2 separate regions of the Ovis aries genome follow, and region 1 is linked to region 2. A link is a contact called in public Hi-C data. All regions are on one chromosome and are shown on one strand. The core of a region is the stretch at or near the end of the contact, and the rest is flanking DNA. Distances in the headings are between cores, read along the strand shown.

What was found. Hi-C and Micro-C count contacts between places; a contact is called where the count stands out from the background.
Region 1: a Hi-C map of blood shows a contact between it and region 2, with 5 times the contacts expected there. The contact joins two enhancer-like sites. A contact is called at or near these places in 14 of 16 Hi-C or Micro-C datasets (blood, hypothalamus, liver and 7 more).

Annotation. Positions count from the first base shown.
Region 1 is chr3:96,710,833-96,717,899 of ARS-UI_Ramb_v3.0, forward strand. It overlaps HK2 (hexokinase 2), which reads left to right. Exons shown (of 17, transcript XM_060413925.1): 4 at 4,061-4,180; 5 at 5,636-5,735; 6 at 6,074-6,257. Among named protein-coding and RNA genes, the nearest start is that of HK2, 45 kb to the left of the region's middle. Within about 2 kb of position 2,094, at least 3 of the 54 cell types and tissues checked have an H3K27ac peak or open chromatin away from gene starts, as enhancers often do.
Region 2 is chr3:96,526,537-96,533,245 of ARS-UI_Ramb_v3.0, forward strand. No RefSeq gene overlaps it. Among named protein-coding and RNA genes, the nearest start is that of SEMA4F, 39 kb to the left of the region's middle. Within about 2 kb of position 3,560, at least 4 of the 54 cell types and tissues checked have an H3K27ac peak or open chromatin away from gene starts, as enhancers often do.

The DNA.
Region 1 (7,067 bases), core at 844-3,343, 180 kb after region 2:
CCCAAAGGGGCTAGTGCTGACTCTTCTTGGGGGCTCTCCCTCTCAACAGTTCCCTCAGTAGAGCCTTCCTACAGAGGGCACTCATTGCCGCCACAGCAGAAGTATCTGGTTGGTTGGTGGGTGATGGCCACAGGTCCAGCCATTGTTCTCTGTTTTTCGGCATCCAAGGACAATGGTATCCCCTTTCACAGACTCTGCACAAGCTTCCTTGGGATGTTCTTTCTCCTCCTACTCTAGCTGCTCTCAGTTCATGGAGAGGAATCACCAAAGACATTCCTGGATACTTGCACAGCTATAGGGATCACTCTTGAGTGCTGGCTATTCCTGCTGTGTTTATTATACCTAATATGTACTCAACAAAAGTGTGAACGGAGGAGGTGATATCTAAGCAAGGGGCCCATCTTGCATGGTCATCTCTTGAACCTTAGAGCTTGGAAGAGGTAGAAGCTTCTCCCTTCTAATGCACTGTTCTTCCCACCACAGCAGACCACCTCCTGGGAAGGGAACTTCGGATGATGAGCAGGACATGTAGGGGAGAGAGTTTTAGACCCTTTGTGTGTCCTTGGGGACGGCCCTGAGGGAAAACCTGCTTTCCTTGTTTTAATGCTGGGGTTGGGCAAGGGAGTCTCTGGGACTGTAGGATTTGAGCTCCACTGAGGTGGTCACCTGGCTCCAAAATACAGAAACAAAATGTGTTAGTCCAAAGAATCTATGAAACCCACCTGAAAGAAATTATGACTCAATTGCAATATAAATGCTTCCAGTAGATTTAAAAAAATTCTATATAAAAATGAAACAATGAAAACTAGAAAATACAGGTGCTCATTCATCCCAAGGAAGGGAAAGAATGCTATCATCGTAAAAACTGCAGAAAACTGGGATGAGCCAGTGGGATGGGATGGGGAGGGAGGTGGGAGGGGAGTTCAGGATGGGGAACACATGTACACCTGTGGCAGATTCATGTCAATGTATGGCAAAACCAGTACAATATTGTAAAGTAATTAGCCTCCAATTAAAATAAATAAATTTATATTTTAAAAAAACTGCAGAAAACACTTGGTAAAAAGATTGGAAGGAAAGTCATAGTGGCTATTTTGGTGGTAGAATTATTAGTGCTTTCCCCCCCTCTCTTTTCCTTTTCTTTTTTTCTTCCTAAGATATTATCTATCAACCTTTAATTATAGGAAAACAATGGATTTAAAGAATAAAATTTAGTTAAAACCATGACCAAATCACCATACTCAAAACTTGCAACGGTTTTTGGAGATCTGTGAACCTGGATAGTATGAGTCCTGGACAAAGTCTGTCTCATGGCCCATGAACTTCCACTTGGGAACAGTGAATTTCAGATTATAATAGCAGCCAGTTTAGATTTTTTAGTGTTTCCTGTGAGAAGGGGAGTGAGCAGATTCTCAGACCAATAACGGAAAGAAAGCCTTTCTCCCTTCATAAAATAATACCCTTTGAGCCTTTTTATGGCAGAAAAGTGTTAGCTCTTTCTCCCAGTATCTTATCCTTAGATCATCAGCTAACAGAAAAGGAGATAGTCTTACTTCAAAGGAAGCAGATGGTCTCCTCCTCCCCTCTTTTAAAGAGCTGCAGGCTCTAACCCAACACTGTCCAATAGAACTTTGCATGTGGTAGAGCTGTTCAGTACCTGCCCTATACTGTGAGGCAGCCGCTAGCTACTTGCAGGATTGAGCACTTGAAAATGACTAGTACTCTTGCCTGGAAAATCCCATGGACAGAGGAGCCTGGTGGGCTGCAGTCCACGAGGTCGCTAAGAGTCGGACCGACTGAGCAACTTCACTTTCACTTTTCCCTTTCATGCATTGGAGAAGGAAATGGCAATCCACTCCAGTGTTCTTGCCTGGAGAATCCCAGGGACGAGGGAGCCTGGTGGGCTGCCATCTGTGGGGTTGCACAGAGTTGGACACGACTGAAGCGTTTTAGCAGCAGCAGCAGCAGCAGCAGCAGTGTGATTGAGGAAGTGACTTTTTAAAAATTCTAATTAATTGAAATAGCTACAGATGGCTAGTGGCTACTGTATTGGGTAACACATTATCTAATGCCTCTTCACTTCCTCTTTCTTTTTTTTCCTGCCTACCCCTGTTGGTAGTGCAATTGGAAAGAGCAATGATCAGGGCTGGGAGAGGGGAAACCATTTCTCTTTCTTCAAACCCTCCCCCTATCTCTGATGATTGGCCTTATCTCTTTGCACAGCTTCTGTAACTTCCTTTTTTTGGGTCAAACTATTGTACTAAAGATAATTTTGATTATAGTACCAGGAAGAAGGTACTGGGAATTTGTTTAACCCTATTGTAAATTGTGTCACTGATCAGCTTGCCAACAGAACAGAACTTGCTGAATATCCATCCAGAAACCCTATTTCCACATTAAAATCCTTGATCTCTGCTCAAGGGAGTTGGCACTTAGGCACTGGGGATCCTCTTAGTGAGAGAGCCCTGTCATTACCCAGCACGTACTCTTGAGAAAGTTTTGGCTTGGAAATTGAGTGTTTCAGCATTACCTGAGGTTAATTTTACACATGCTCAGACAGAGACAGGATCCACTGGGAAGTTCAGTTAGAGCCAGTCCCCTTCTAGAAGGGGCTGGCCTTGTCTTTAGATTCTCCCACTGACTGAGCATACCCCAGACATCTGGGCGGCCAGTGCCACCTCCTCACCTACCCTGTCATCCCAAGCCTCTCAATCCCTTTGTAAATGCAAATACTTTTGGTGGTTTAGTGCAATGGTTCTCAAACCACCGCTTTAGGATTACTTTGAAGGCTCTACAACCACCTTGTGATTCAGGAGGTTTAAATCTGGACTTGATGATGATGCTGTGGACTACACTTTGGGAGTCCCTGGACTAGTGGGCTCTTCCTTGCTTCTGCCTGGAAAAGAAAAGAAACATTGTTTCCTTTTACTTCTGTTGGCTTTTAGATTTTGCCATCTGGTCAACCTGGCTCTCGGAATCTGCTCAGTCTTTTGGATTTTCGCTTACTTTTGGCACCAGATCGTTCCTAGCCTCAGCCTCTGTGTCAAAGGGGTCACCCATTTCTCTTTGAGGATTTTGAATGGGGAAAAAGGAAGCCAAGGGGCTACGGGCTTTGGGACAAATTGAAAGTGGATAATTTCTTAGGCTTACAAGTTTTCTTAGGAGCTTTGGATCCTGCTTACAATAGTTATATTGTGAGGCTGCCCATCCACAAACCTTGTTTCTTTTTCAGTGATCTTTGTGAACTCACTTAGGTTCTCATATTGAAGTTAGAAAACAAAGATAACTTCTTGGAATTGCCCCCAGAAGACTGGTTTTCTAGAATGGAGGAAAGATCTAAAAGTTACTTTTGTTAAGTTCATTTATAGAATGCCGGCAGAGAATGTCCCATCCCCTCCCCCAGTCACAAGAGACTGGGTTGCTAAAATACTTGTTGGCAGTCAGATGGGTTGCCATTTCTGGTAAGATAATCAGCTGTGCATCCTTATCAAGGGAGGTTCTGACAGAGCCACTAAAGGGTACTCTGTTGCTAGGGCTTGCAATGACTTTCTGATTAGCTTTGACTGCGATTTTTCCCTGCCTAATGTGGTTATATTGATAACCCCATTGTGCTTTGGATAAATGGTCTAAGTGGAAGACAGAATTTAATAATCACTGCTGCTGCTGCTGCGGCTAAGTCGCTTCAGTCATGTCTGACTCTGTGCAGCCCACCAGGTTCCCCCGTCCCTGGGATTCTCCAGGCAAGAACACTGGAGTGGGTTACCATTTCCTTCTCTAGTGCATGAAAGTGAAAGGTGAAAGTGAAGTCGCTCAGTTGTGTCCGACTCTTCTAACTAGTGTTAAGTCCTTATATGTGTTGACTCATTTAATCCTTTTGGTAACTTGTGAGCAGGTCCAGTTATCACCCCTATTTTATAGATGAACAAACTAAAACTTCAGAAGGGATACATATCTTGCATGTACTCAGCCAAGCTAGTTCCTTTCTGAGCCCAAAGTCCATGCTCTTAATCTCTATGCCTTTCTGCCTCCCTGCTTATCTTCCTGTGTTATGTGCCCTCAGCTGTTTGATCACATTGCTGAATGCCTGGCCAACTTCATGGATAAGCTACAAATCAAAGATAAGAAGCTCCCTTTGGGTTTTACCTTCTCCTTCCCCTGCCTCCAAACAAAACTAGACGAGGTAAGATGAATCCTTCAGACATTTTTGTTGCTTCATTCTTTGGACTGGGAGGACTGGAAAGAACTCTGAGCCACTTGCTACTATGGTGATGGAGCTTGCTCTGATGGATTGCATGGGCAATGTTTGAGTATTGGGAGATCTGTCCTTCTAGGAGAGCGTGTGTAGGTGTATGTGAGAGGGATGGTAAAGAGGTATTGGAGAAGTGGGGAGTCTTAATCCCTGTCCCCTCAGATGACTAAATGCAGGCCGACATACATTGCTCATTATCCTTATCCCTCTTAGGGAAACGAGAGTGAGAAATTAGTCAGGGACTCCTTTGTTCTAAAGTGTCGTAATAAACATCCTTGAAAGTTTGCAATGTTAGGATACAAGAATCTTTTTCTGGCAGTTCTACAGCCTGCTTCTCGGGGATAGTAGATCATGCATCTAACCTCCTGACGTGGCCTCTAACATAGTTCCTCCTTCGTAGGCTAATAGGAAGACCTGTATAAGTTCAGTCATGGCTTTAGTTTAGCCCCATGGCAGAGGTCTCCTAATGATGAGGAGTACGGACTGAGTTCCATGGGAAATCAATATTTCTTGGTCCTTTTCCAGAGTTTCCTGGTCTCATGGACCAAGGGGTTCAAGTCCAGTGGTGTGGAAGGGAAAGATGTGGTTACTCTGATCCGGAAGGCCATCCAGAGGAGAGGGGTGAGTAGGGGCAGCAGAGCGAGATCCCAGGGCTTGGGGTCTGGAGGCCCTTTGCATTCTTTTGAGTCCACTCTGAAGTCTTGCCTTGTCTGTCCTCAAACTGGCATGAGCATTTTTTGTGGGTCTTAAGGAGGGGTTTTCTTTTCTTCTCTGTTATGTCACCCCAAAATCTTTGGGTTTTTTTTCTCAATTTTATTGAGAGTTAGCTCCCCATAAAGCGTAAGTTTAAGGTATGCTGCACAGTGACCCGTCTATATATTGAGTGGCAATTAGCACACCAGTGATCTGATATATGATCAGATGCCTTTGGGGTCTTTAGGTTAGCATGATGGACAACTAATCTTAGCCTTGGTGAAAGCAAAACCCTCATTTTCAAATAAGAAGTTTGGGATTTATGTTGGCATCAGGGTGGAATAGGGCAGAGAAAGGACATGATAAAGGTCTAGTCACAGAAGGGCAAGACCTACTGGGAGGGAGGGAGAGATAGAGAAAGGAAAGAAGAAAGAGAATGAGAAGAAGACAGTGATAACAAGACAGGCTCTTCTTCGCGTAGTAATGCGAACTAGACTGCAGGCCTGCTGTGAGGGAAGTCCTCTGTGATGAAGACCAGTGGGGTGGGAAGTGAGATGCTGTCGTTAGACTGGATCTGGACCCAACTTCCAGCTCTAGCCCTGCACTTGAGCCGTGTGTCTTATTACTCTTTATCTTCACATCTGTAGTCTTTCTGTAACAGTGAAAGTTAGAGTCCCCCTTTTATCCCTGCAGGACTTTGATATTGATATTGTGGCTGTAGTGAATGATACCGTTGGGACCATGATGACCTGTGGCTATGATGATCAGAACTGTGAGATTGGTCTCATTGTGGGTACGTGAACACTGCGTGTGAGCATTGTGGGTGTGTGAACACAGTGCTGGCCAATGGATGGTGGGGCGGGTGTGGGCTGCAAAGAGAGGAGGAGTCCATGGCCTGGATCTTCCTTTGTCCTTCCTGTTAGAAGATAATGGTGTGGTCACTTTTGAGGGCTAAGCCTGGACTTGAGGAGTTGTGGGTGGTAGTGGGTAGTATGTTGAGATGCCCCAGGAGCCTCCAGGGAGGAATCCCATTCACACTGTCTGAGGACAGAGTTTTAAGAGGGAGATGGGGGCCGGGGGCTGGGGGAGGACAGCGTGAGTGGGTGCTGAGCATTCTCTTGTTTTGTGCAGGCACGGGCAGCAACGCTTGCTACATGGAAGAGATGCGCCACATTGACACGGTGGAAGGCGATGAGGGCCGGATGTGTATCAATATGGAGTGGGGGGCCTTTGGGGATGACGGCGCGCTTGATGACATCCGTACGGAGTTTGATCAGGAGATCGACATGGGCTCTCTGAACCCCGGGAAGCAACTGTGAGCGGCCCCCTGTGTGCAGTGGGCTCAAGGGTTGGACTCAGGAGCTGAGGTGGCAGCTGGCCAGGATGAGGGGGTGGTTCTTATTTTTATTTCACATATAGTCCCTAAAGTTACCAAGGCACCCACTGCTTATGGAAATGTGCTTATTACATATACTGTGACTGTCAGTTGCTGAGAGCTGTCTGCAAACGATAGAACAAGTGGAAAAACCACATTATGGCTACTAATTTGACTCTCAAGAGTGGTCATTTTAGAAGATCGTATTCTAAGCATGCTGCCCTGCTCTTTCTCTCTGCCTTCAGTCTGTACGTTGTCCACAGAAACCATTTGTGCACCACATAAGAAAAGCAAAGAGATAGCAAAGATAAGGGATCTGAAACCTCATTTCATAGCTTCCACCTCTGTCACTGCCCAGGGCATGAGGCTGAGAGTTGGCTCCTAATTGCTGCCTATTATGAGCTAGGCTGAGTTGCAAGAGTCCCAGGGCCTCTTGCTATAGCTGTAGGCAGACTCAGGCCTGTAGAAAAGTTGGTTAAGGAGCCCCTTTGGCTGCCTTCTCTGGACCTGTGGGCCAACCAGGGCCCTTGAGTGGACTGGAGGAGGGGCTCTAACTTTTTTTAACGGCCCCTGGATGTTATGTTCTCCAATCTGGTCAGACTTAGATTTTGGTTACTTCTGACTCTTACAAAACATTATTTCAATCTCACAAACATTTGCCTAATGTCCTTATTAAAGATCTTGAAACAGGGATTGCCGCAAGCTCTAAAGGCAATTACAAAACATTTTGAGCAATTAAGTCCTCTCTGG
Region 2 (6,709 bases), core at 2,310-4,809:
ACTGAGTGGTGGGTTTATGTTTAATCAAAAACAGTACCTTTCAGCTTCTGGATTATTCTTTCAAATGGCAGCTCTGTGCTACTAGCTCTATTTTTATGTTGAATCAGGTCAAATTAACAAATGTTTTTGGGCTGTTTACCATGTGGACGGCATAAGGCTAGTTGCTGTAGGAAATGTTGAAGTGTAAATCAAGACTCATATCCAGACAAATTGAAATCCAGTCTTGCAAAGCAATATGTAAGTTGACTGCTTAACCTTAAAAATAGCTACTCCACCAGATAATATATACTAAACTGACTTTCCAGGGGTGGGACTGTGTATATTAGAAAACATATACAATCAGACAGATCTGCTCCTTTCTGAGGCCCTCACACCACACACCAATGTAAACTCCTGGTCTACAAGCTTTTTAAAAAATTTAATTCAAGTCATGGAAAAACTAGCAAAGATTAAAGCATTCCTTTTTCTTGTGGAGGAATTAGCCTTATTAGAATGGATGCGACAGAAAAATAAAGTAGGAAAGACAGATAACAATGGAGAATTTGCAAAAGTGTTTAAATAAGAATACACTAAATTATATGTCATATACACATTACTATATATGAAATAGATGATCAATAAGGACCTACCATGTAGCACAGGGGACTCTTCTCCATTCTCTGTAATGGCCCGTATGAGAAAAGAATCTAAAAAATGGGTGGCTAGTTTCCTGGTGGTGCAGTGGTTAAGAATCCACTTGCAATGCAGGGGACGTGGGTTCGATCCCTGGTCCAGGAAGCACTCACAGGCTGTCACATGTGGCAACCGAACCTGTGGGCCACAGCTACTGAAGCCCGTGTGCCCTAGGGCCTGCGCTCATCAACAAGAGAAGCCTGAGCATTGCAATGAAGAGCAGCCCCTGTTTGCCACAACCAGAGAAAGCCTGGGCACAGCAGTGAAGACCCAAGAACCAGAGAAAGCCTGGGCACAGCAGTGAAGACCCAAGAACCAGAGAAAGCCTGGGCACAGCGGTGAAGACCCAAGAACCAGAGAAAGCCTGGGCACAGCAGTGAAGACCCAAGAACCAGAGAAAGCCTGGGCACAGCAGTGGAGACACAGTACAGTCAAAAATAAATTTAAAAAATATAAGAGAGTAGATACATGTATATGCATAACTGATTCACTTTGCTATACAGCAGAAGCTAACATTGTAAATCAGCTTTACTCCAATACATTTTTAAGAACAAGATTATATGAGTCAATATGATAAATTATACAAAAATTTATAAAAGACATTCAAAGGTTTACAGTGAGCAAGCATTACTTTTAAAATAAAAACTGGCTTCAGTAACTTAAACCCAGGTTTAAAAAGCTTATTAAATACATGAGAAAGCAATACCTCACCTTCAAATACTGGCAACAAATGTAAACAGATAATTTGCCTTATGATATTAGTAAACTCTATGGCTGGAGCTAGGATAAAATCAAGAAAGGAAAAAAAAGTAAGAAAATAGTGAAAATGTTCAACATGTTCATATCCTTTAACTTAGTTTCCTCTTTCTGAGAATTTATTCTAAGGAAACTGTCCTGTGGATGGGGAATCTAAATGTGCAAGGTGCTTCACCATAATACAGAAGTGGTTAATCAAACCAGAGTAGGTCTATGCAATGGGATATTATTTAGTCATTAAAATAATCATTGTGAAGACTTTGAGGCCACAGACTAATAAAGTAATGATAAATGAAAGCAGCAGAAATTTACCTACACAATTATTCCTCTTCTGGGAAAGTAAGATGTTATGATTAAGGCTTAGAAGTAAATATGGAAAAATCAGTAGAGTTGTACTTGGATAAAGATAATCAGGATTTTTTTATTTAAAAATTTAGTTTCTGCTCAAGAATGGTTTTTTTAAACTTTTTGTTTTGTATAGGAATATAGCCAACTCACAATATTGTGATGGTTTCAGGTGGACAGCAAAGGGACTCAGCCATACGTGTACATGTATCTATTCTCCCCTAAACTTCCCTCCCATCCAGGCTGCCACATAACATCGAGTAGAATTCCCTGTGTTACATAGTAAGATCTTGTTGGTTATCCATTTTAAATATAGCAGAGTGTATATGGTCAAAAATTATTTTTAAAGAAAAAAAAGGAAATTGTGGTGTTGGGTTCTTTGGGCATCTCAGTGAGTTATTTGTCTACACTAGCATTAGACAGTTGGCTAGGTGGGACAGCGGAGCCACCGCCTCTGTAGCGGGCGCAGACCCCACCCAGAGCTAGGCCCTCTTCCTGACTCTCCTGCAGGGCATCTCCCTAGCATAGTCCTCTGTCCCGCCTGCAGCTCCCAAAGCTTCCAGATACACTGCACTCCCTTGTTCAGCTCCTGCTCCCTCATTCCCACAACCCTTGAGAGAAGCAATTCCAAATGAATGAACAGAACAGAACTGGACTTTGTTATGTAGAGGGCAATTACCTGAGAAACAGGATGCTATATTAAATTTTTATGATTCATCTTTTACATGACCGAACTGCTTCCTAGAAAGGGCTTCCCTGGTGGTTCAGACAGTTAAGAATCTGCCTGCAATGCGAGAGAGCTGGGTTCTATCCCTGGGTTGGGAGGATCCCCTGGAGAAGGGAATGGCTACTCCAGTATTCTTGCCTGGAGAATCCCATGGACAGAGGAGTCTGGCGGGCTATAGTCCATGGTGTTGCTAAGAGCTGGACACATGTGAGCGACTAACACACACAGAAGGATTAATCCAGGTTAAAGTGAAAATTTAAAAGCCTCTGAATAAAGCTTGAGAGAGGAGCATAGGGGCATGGACAATTGACAAATTAATCCAAGAGTGAGGAATATGACTTGTTAGATCTGGAATTCTCTGGAAAATGGTGCTAAACACACTCAGGTATCTTAAAATTGTCTGAAGAAGCAAAAGGGCACAGGAGGTGGCAATCATAAAAAAACAGGGCATGATCCAGGAAAGGATTTTATTTATAGAAGTGTGAGGCTGGGAGGACAGAGAGCAGACAGGGCCAGCCCCGCTTGTGTTTCAGCAGAGGAAATTCAGGGTGCCCAGAGGTCCAGCCAGGATCAAATCTGATCTTCGGTTGCTCAGTCCAGTACTCTTTGTCCTTCTGGAATGCATTCTAGAGGGGATTTTTTTTGGTCTTGTATTCATTTCTATTTTGCACAGTTAAAATGTCCACATGATTTAGAAACAAAAACATTATGAAAAGATGTACATTGCAAGGATTCCCTCCCACCACTTTTATTAATTTCCTATGCATCCTTCTAGTGTCTCTTTGTGGAAATACAAGCAAATCTAAAAATATTAAGATTCTTATTTCTTACTCTTTCTAACACAATGTATCAAGGAGATCTTTGCATATCAATGCATATAAAGCTTTCTTGTCTAAGCTATTTCACTGTAAGAATGAATGATAGTGTATTTAACTAGTTCCTTTTTATGGACCTTGGGTTATTTCCAATCTTTTGCTTTTGCAACCTGTGCTGCCATAAATATCCCTGTACACATGTCATCTTGTAGGAGTGTAGGTGTGTCTCTAGAAGAAATTCCCAGAAGTGGATTTATGAGGTCAAAGGACAACTGCAAGTATAGTTTTGATAAACTGTGAGACTGCCTTCCATAGGAACTGTACCCGCTTTGCATTCCATTTAGCAGAGTAGAAACATGCTTTCTTCCCCCACAGAGTTGATCTTTGCTAGTGATCTGTCTTCCCAAGTTATATTCTGCTTGAACTAATGTGCGATTTTATTTCATCTTTTGAGTAAATACCATTGATATCATCCCGAGGCATGTTGGATAATGTGGGGAACCAGCTTAGACTTAAAAACTTGGCACAGCTAACACATAATACATAGTTCCACAAGTTCTTGCAAAAATTAGCTCTTTCCTGCACTTCTCTTTGAGAGGCTCTTGCTTGGAATAACCTTGGGTATTGGGTAATCAGGTAGGCAATTCTTAAAGTGATCTCGTGGGATGTGAGGAGTAATTATAATTTCCACTTGACAGATGAAGAAACCGAAGCACAAAAGAGTGAGACAGCACTCTTTGATTGCCTGCTCCTCTCTTAGGGTAGGGGGCTCAGATGTAAGACTAGGGGTTTCAGTTTGAGATGGGGGCCTTTTGAGCTGGGGCTGCCTCCTGCTGAGGAGATGCAGGTCATGCAGAGGGAGCAGAGAGTAGCACTGAAGGATGGTTCTAGGCTCCAGGCTTAAAAGAGTAGACTCTTTAATTCAAGTGTTCTATGGCAGCCTGGTTTGCTTGCATCAATGTTTCTATGGACCAGGGACTGGGCCTTCTCCACCTTCATACCTGGTACTTCTAGAATTTGCAGGGCTCGGGACAAGAGTACAAAAGGAAGATGCCAGCTTCCAGCTCTCCCTTTCCAAACCTAGCCATGGCCCCATCCCTGTTTCTCCAGGAGCCCCGTGCACTGGCCTCATCCACCTCCTTAGGCCTAGAATTTCACACACAGGCAGTAAGATCCACCATACAGACCCAAGGAAAGGGCCTGTCCAGACCTGGAAGCAGGCTTAGGGCTGCGTGGATATGGAATCCCAACATCTCAGGTACTTGGAAGATGGTCTAGAGGGAAGTTAAGACTCCAGGTGAGCACACCCCTTTGGGCCCATAGGCTTCTCGTCAGAGCAGGACCCTCTAAAATACAGGGCCTATGGATAGTACTATGGGAAAGAGTTCCATCAAATTATCAATCTGCAGGCAACAGTGAGAGATAGAAAATTCAGGTATGAACAAGCCAGACGGGAGTCAGTGAAATATATTCTTAGTAAAAAGGGTTTGAAGACGCAGAAGAGAGGCAGAGGTCGGAGAAGCCCAGGAAGCAGGAAGACACAAGTGCAACACGTGTTCTGGAATGGGACGGTTGGGATGGGCAGGGAGGGAGCTGCCTCGAGCTGGAGCATCTTGTCACAGGAAGGTACAAAGCACTGACTGTAGGTGGGAACCAGTCTTTTTCAGACCGTAATTCCAGTCTTCTGTCCTCTACTCAGAAGGCAGAGGTGTCTGTAGACTCGGGCAAAAGTCCTTTCCAGCCTGGTTGTCAAGCCACCGTGTTCTGCCCAGATTCAGAGGCTTTTGCTTCAAGCAATACGTGGTTGGGTTTGTTGAAGCACAACTTTAACTCAAGGATCCCTTTGCGATATCAGTTCAGTTCAGGCACTCAGCCGTGTCCGACTCTTTGCGACCCCATGAACCGCAGCACGCCAGGCCTCCCTTTCCATCACCAACCCACAGAGTCCTCTGCAATGTGGGTAATGCAAAAACTGTCAGCTGAGCGGTTCCATAAAAATATAACTAAGCACAAAATCATGCCACGGTGAGTTTTCTTTGACTATCAGTCCTTCCCTCCTTGAGAGTTTATCCAGATTATTTTGTCCTTTCAGCTATCCTAAAGTGTTCCTATTATTTCCATTTCAGGTGATTCCAGCCAGCAAGTCAAGGCCTAACTGGCGCCAGTGTCAATATTATCAGGTTTTCACTGCGTTTGCTCAAGTCTTCATAAGCTCAGTTTCACTTTCTCAGAAAGTTATTGACTCCTGGAGTTAGAAGGAATTTAAATCTTGGTGTTTAAATGTTCTCAGTAACCAAGGTCTCACAATCTTGTATGGTAGTGAAGTCCACATCTGAGTCACTGACGTCCAAAGGGTCTTCTTTAGGTTTGGCTGAAATCTAAATTCTCCAATTTTCCAATCACTAGTTTGAATCTGACCCCTTGGGGTCGATACAGAAAAGCTTCAGTTCCTTTACCAGTTGACCACTATGCCCCAGTTTACCACTGTAATCTATCTGAATCACCTCTGTGGATTAGACACCTTTAGTATCTTCAACTATCTTCCATATGATACAGTTTTAGGGACTATTCCCTAAATCCACATGCTAGATTTGCAATGCTTCAGAGGCGCCCCAAGTGAAGGTGTTGTGGAGGCAGTTGGATGGGATAATCTGATATTCAAGAGAAAGAACTAAGATAATGGATATAAATTGGAGAATCATTAGCTTGTGTAGGGCATGATTGAAACTTTGAGCATAGATTAGGTCGCCCTGGGGGGCCGTGAGTTAAGGAAAGAATGGATTGTTCAAGGCTGGGTGGAGGAGAGAAGAACACACAAAGAACACGGAGAAGGCGCGGTTGGAGAGGCAGGAGAATGACCAGGGAGAGTGTTAGAAACCCAGGGAGGAGGGAATTTAAAGTAGGGGTAGCAGTGATGCCTAATGTAGCAGAGGCCCAGGCTTTTGGCTGTTGAGGGAGATGTCAGTTCCTTAGGAGAAGTGAGAGCTAGAAGAATTGAGAACGGGAGGCAAGGAAGTAGAGTCAAGTGAGTGGAGATGAATTTTTGAGATGCTAGGCTGGGAGGGAAAGTGGAGCCCTAAGGAAGGGGAAGCCTGGGGAGATCTATACACCTTTAGAGTGGGAGAGACCTGAGCTTGTGTCAGTTCTGTGGGAAAGGGCTGAGACAGAGGGAGAGACGGAAGAGAAGTGGTGGGTGGGGAGATAGAAGATGGTTGATGGAACGATGGTCCCGAGGAAGACTGGGGGGGATAGTGAAGGACATGAGGAGGGATCCTTTATGGATTGGAATGGGCGCCTCATTCACAAAGACGGAAAAAAGACAGCGTGGGTGGGTTTCAAAGCAGATGAATTGGAATGTTGGGGAAGAGAGTTAGGGGCAAGATATCCAGTTTCT